Regions from separate parts of the Sorghum bicolor genome. Here region 1 is linked to region 2. The links are chromatin contacts, called in public HiCAR-type maps. All regions are on one chromosome and are shown on one strand. Each heading gives the region's core, a stretch centred on a gene start, on an enhancer-like site or on the middle of the called end of the contact. The rest is flanking DNA. Distances are from core to core; before and after follow the strand shown. Region 1 holds the start of LOC8064126 (probable WRKY transcription factor 3). Region 2 holds the start of LOC8064580.

Region 1 (2,700 bases), core at 73-2,572, 260 kb before region 2:
ATTATGTTAATGCAATGCAATGTACCGTATCACCACTTGGCAATTGGCATTTCTAAAAGATCAAGAAGCATCACCTATCTATCTTAGTAGGCCGATATTATTCAGTGCCCTGAAGTGCCACACACAAATATAGTAAGGTGGCTTTATGCGTTTCGGGACAAACATATGGGCCTGATCTACATGATCAGTACTACATTATATGTAACCATCTCACTAAAAGCACTGACGGAACTGCAAAAGTGGCACCTTTCAGAAGTTCCAGATTCCCATGTTGCTTGAAAAATTCTTTCCTGTTTTTTTAGCATCATCCAAAAGTAAATCCCGTAGATGAACAGATTGATGAACCCAGATTAAAGCCATGTCACAAGCGAAAGAAATGGAACATGTTTCACAACAATCTATGAACTATGAAAATAAGGAACATAAAAAACCGCTTTTTGTGTTAAAAATAGAAACAATAACACTCTTGTCTCTCTTAATATCTCGCAGTAACGCTACCGTAGTGCAACACTATAAATACGACAAAAAAAGGCGATTATAGCATACATACGGTTTTAACAATTTTATCAGCTCGCAAGCAAGATCCAAAAAAAAAATCTGTTTTTTCGCGCCTGAAACAAACAAAAGCTAATATTTTCTTCCAGCAAGAAGTTGCAGCCGGTGTCACGACGTACCATGGCGGGCGAGAAGAGCAGCCCAGGGGAGTCGAGCAAACCGGAGGGGCTGAGGCCGGGGGGCACGGTGAAGACGGACGCGCCAGCGGACGCCGACGCCGGCGGAGCCACCGAGAGCGCCGGGCCGGCCCTGGCGACCCCGCCTCCTCCTCGTCCCCTCTCCGCCTCATGCTGCTGCTGCGGAGGCGGCGCGAGGGAGCCGGTGAGGAGCTGCGTGAAGGTCGTCGCGGCCCCGGAGGAGGAGTTGGCGCCTCCGCCTCCGCCTCCGCCGCCGTCGCTGTCAGAGGAGGGGAAGAGCGCTGAGGCGAGCGTGAGCGGGCCCGGGCTGGCGTCGCCGGCGCCCGTGAAGAGCGACTCCGCCGCCGAGCGCGGTGGCAGCGCCAGGCGCGGGCGCGGCGGCGGCGGCGGGCGCGCGGACATGGTCGCGGACAAGCGGCGGAGGCGAGAGAGGAAGGAAGACTAGAGAGAGAGAGAGAGAGAGAGAATTCCCCTCTTCTTCTTCTTCTTGGTTTCCGGCGTTGACTTTGGTTTGTGGAGGTTTTTTTGGGTTGGGTGAGCAGACTCTGACTTCGGCTCCTCTCTTCCTCTCCTCTGCAGTGTTTGTGTGTCTCTCGTCTCTCAACTCGTTGGCTTTCGGAGTTCGGAGAGGGGGAAGGAAAGGGAAGGAAGGAAGGAAACCAAAGCTTTTTTTTCTGCTTTATTAGATTTTTGCCATGATAGGAGTATAAAGATGTCAGTAGATATTTTGGCTTTTTGATTTACACACAGAAAATCTTTTGCTACTTCACCACAGTCTGGTTAATTGTTTGAATGACGCATGTTAATTGTTAGCTAACTAGTTTTTAGTTTGAATTAGATCTTGTACATCCAAATAGAAAAGTGAAATATTTTTAAATTCAGTTTTCAACAAATTGTTGGTCAACCACGTGTTGAGCACTATTCCCTCAAAAAATAATTTGAGCGCTCAATTAGTAAATAACCATATATATCGAAATAGGCTCTTAATTGATAAGATGGATCCTGATTCCAACTCTTATTGATAAGTCTAGTAGTGTTGTACCTGCTGTGTTTAGTAGTATGCACTAATGATATATAGTCATCCGATAAAACTCTATAGCGTTGTGGTTACGACGCTGTAAGCCTAAAACTATACGGGTGTTTGGTTGCCTACCACTGTATACCATAGGCAAGTTAAGGTTGCCACAGGCATAAAACTATTGTTTAGTTTAGCACTGACTTGAGGCCAGTCATAGCTTTTTTTTTTAACTAAATGAAGGAGAGAATTTCGTTACAACTATGGTGACCAATTTCTCCGTCAAACTTTTATGGTAATGTCATAATATACGTGGCTCACAACGGTAGGTAACCAAACACCCTCTAGGTCTAGAGCCACAGCCATAACCTTAGCTATAGCGAGCAGAGCCATATACTTGTACGTTGGTAAGTATTCTTTTGGGAAATTTGAGACATGTCATTTGAGTCAGTTTTATAAAGTATGGTAAAGACATTTCCCTACATGTAAACTATCACAAAACCCGCTTAGTGTGTACGGGGTAGTTTTTGTAGCTCCATTTGGCGCATGTAGTTGTACCAGTAGAGTGCGCATTCGATAAAACAAAGCGATGGGAAGAAGAGAATGTCAGTGTCATCACTCGGATTTTTCTAACAGAGTTTATTCAGGGTCATCCAAATGGGAGAGCTAGACAGCTTGATTTCCTCCACCTCGGCTCCAAAGCTGCTTTTTTTTTTTGAAAATCAAAGCTGCATATTATAGTAAAAAGTAACATACATGTCCCAATTCGGGAAATAATCAAAATAACTACTGTAGGTAATTTACCTTTTTTTTGTTCTTTCTTTTCATCAATTCGTCAAATCAGACGGAACAAAAAATAAAAATCGGACGTTGAAGGGAAAAAAAAAAACACATCTCGATCGCCGTGGCCGTGCGGCCGACGATGGCGCATCCAACGGCTGGGACGATGACGACAGGAGAGGACGTCGGCGAGCTGTCCGAGCCCCCACCGAA
Region 2 (2,700 bases), core at 29-2,528:
ACAAACCGCACGGTGCCGAATCGGTTCTAACGCATAATGAAGTCACCTAAATTGGTTATTAATTTAGAAAATAAAGTCAAAATGGTCCTTATAGTTCGAAAAGGATGCATCATATGGATCTGTTTGGTTCTTTAATTAACTCTAGATCAGCCAAAATTAGGACGAGCAAATACGGCGAGCTTGCAGCCATTTGTCAAAGCTTTGCTCCGCTTTTGTGCATGCATGCCGGCTAAGGCCTTGTTTAGTTCACCTCAAAAACTAAAAACTTTTCAGTCGTCACATCAAATCTTGTGGTACATGCATGGAGCATTAAACATAGACGAAAATAAAAACTAATTACACAAATCGTGAGATAAGCCTAGTTAGTCCCTAATTAGACAATATTTGTCAAATAAAAACAAAAATACTACAATAGCCCAAAACAAAAAATTTTAGAAAGGCTAAACATGTCTGGCATACCACACCTCTGGCGAGAAGCAAATACCGGCCTCAGTTTCAACATCTCTGGCTTTGCAACATGCGGAAGCCAATTAACCAAACATAATGGCCCCATCACATGGAATTTTTTTCTTAACAAGGCGCAATGATGTTCACAAGTGTAACCACCAACCAAGTGTGTCCAGAAACATGGATTTATTTTGAGTTACCCAAACGGTCTCTAAATCCACGCCTTGTTTAGTTCACCCAAATTCAAAAACTTTTCAGGATTCCTTGTCACATCAAATCTTACGGCATATGCATGGTACATTAAATATAAATTTAAAAATAACTAATTGTACAGTTTATGTGTAATTTGCGAGACGAATCTTTTAAGTCTAGTTAGTTCATGATTGAATAATATTTGTCAAATACAAATAAAAGTGCTATAGTATCAAAAATCCAAAAACATTACGGATCTAAAAACAAGGCCCCAGTCCACACCAGCTCGCTGTTCCGCCCCCTTACCTTGAATTGAATGACTGTCCATGTACGTCCTCACAATTCACAAACAGACCAAGTCAAGTTCAAATATGGGTTGCCGGTGGCCCTGCAAGGATCGGGCCCACAGGTCAGCCGTCAAAATGGCGCCAACGACACCTAACCCCTCCAGCCAGCCAACAGACACCCCGTCGTCGTCTTCGTCTCCAAAATCAAACGGACCCCACCCGCGTGCTCACCGTCCCGCCATGTTTGACCTCCTCCTACCACCAATCTCTGACTCTGACCCCCCGCAGCTTCTTCACCAAATCGCCCCTGATCCAATCCATCACCATCCACGCCTGTGCCACGCCATTAAACAAAGAACAGGCGGGTTGCTGCCTGCGGCCACCGCCGTTTCTCCTCCTTGACCCGATCGCCTGCTCTGCTTCCTACACCCCCGGGGCCCCGGCCACCGGTGACGCTAGCGGCAAACCCATTTACTCCTCTCGATTGCTGCCTGCAGATATATATGCAGGCGAGATCAGTCCTGCCAGGAACCAGCCGCCAAGAAGATACCGCTAGGTACCAAGCTACCTACCTACCTTGTCATTCTGGAGTTGTTGGGTAGTACTCCGGCGAGCTCTGCTAGGCAGTCAAGCTCGCGCATGGCGCGCGGCTAGTGAAGTGAATCGGCGCAGCTCCGGTGCCTGCTGCCGGTGAGTTCTTCCTTCGTGTCGCCGGCCCTGCAACCCTTTGATCTGCTTCTTTCTAGTCAGAAGATGAAACACAAGCTTCAAACCTGACCAACTCATCGTCTTCCCCTGCAGATTCACTCTACTTGTAATTCTTGACGGAATCAAGCAAAGATCTCGACTCCACTGCCTGGTCCGGACCAGAGATGGAGGTACAGATGGCCGCACAAGGCCCCAAACCAACGGGACGCGGCAGCACGCCGTCGCCCTCTGACTCTCACCACGGCGGCGGCGCCACCGCCAAGCCCGTCCCCGGCTACCTCAGGCCGTCGGCCGGCTCGTGCCACCACGTGTGCAAGTACGGCGGCACGCACACGTTCGAGGATCACAAGGAGGCGCACAGCAGGCCGCAGCAGCCGAGGCCGCCTCGGAAGCAACCGCCGCCGCCGGCTCCAGCTCCGGCTCCGGCGGAGAGCCACAACCACAGCAGGGTGCTCGTCAAGGTGCGCTCCGTGTTCCGCAGGCGTGTCGGGGACTCCACCACCACTGCTACTACTCAGAAGCCTTCCAAGGCGGCGGCCGCCGGCAAGGCCAAGGCCGCCAAGGAGGGCGTGAGCGTGGAGTGGAAGGACATTGTCGCCTACGACACGGTTCCACTTCCATCTCATGGATCGTCATCCCCGGGCCCGGAGCTTGGTAAAACCTCAGCAGCTCATCATGTCACCGCCGGCTCCGGCGACGCCGCCAAGAAGAAGGCTGTGATGAAGAAGGGGAAGAAGTCGTACGGCAAGGCCAAGGTCCACGAACAAGTACATGGCGATGGCGTAGTACAAGCTCCCCAAAATGAACCATTGGGCACCGTCACCAACGCCAACACTGACTCTAAGAGTGTAAAGCCTCCAAAAACGAAGAACAAACCTGCAGCGGTGTTGCTCGTCGAAAACATGGGTATCGACCAAGAAACGCTTCAAGGGTACCAAATTCTGTCCCCTTCTCTAGCACAAAGTCGCGCAAACCTTTTGCGCGACCTCGAGAAGGAGATGATGGTTCATCAAGAACCTGCCAATGTGAAGCAAGATAGGACAACAACGGTAACATACTCTCTGGA

The links. HiCAR-type assays count read pairs that join an accessible place to other places.
Region 1: a contact with region 2 is called in a HiCAR-type map of leaf, with 4 times the contacts expected there. The contact joins the promoter of LOC8064126 here to the promoter of LOC8064580 in region 2. A contact is called at or near these places in 1 of 4 Hi-C or Micro-C datasets (leaf) and 1 of 1 datasets of contacts at active chromatin or transcription factors (leaf).

Annotation. Positions count from the first base shown.
Region 1 is chr8:50,602,162-50,604,861 of Sorghum_bicolor_NCBIv3, reverse strand. LOC8064126 (probable WRKY transcription factor 3) reads right to left here and starts at 1,322. Exons shown (of 4, transcript XM_002442153.2): 1 at 675-1,322. The coding sequence starts at 1,094.
Region 2 is chr8:50,345,560-50,348,259 of Sorghum_bicolor_NCBIv3, reverse strand. LOC8064580 reads left to right here and starts at 1,278. Exons shown (of 2, transcript XM_002443194.2): 1 at 1,278-1,616; 2 at 1,728-2,700. The coding sequence starts at 1,799. It overlaps LOC110437674 (a long non-coding RNA gene), which reads right to left and starts at 1,635. Exons shown (of 2, transcript XR_002455588.1): 1 at 1,503-1,635; 2 at 828-1,417.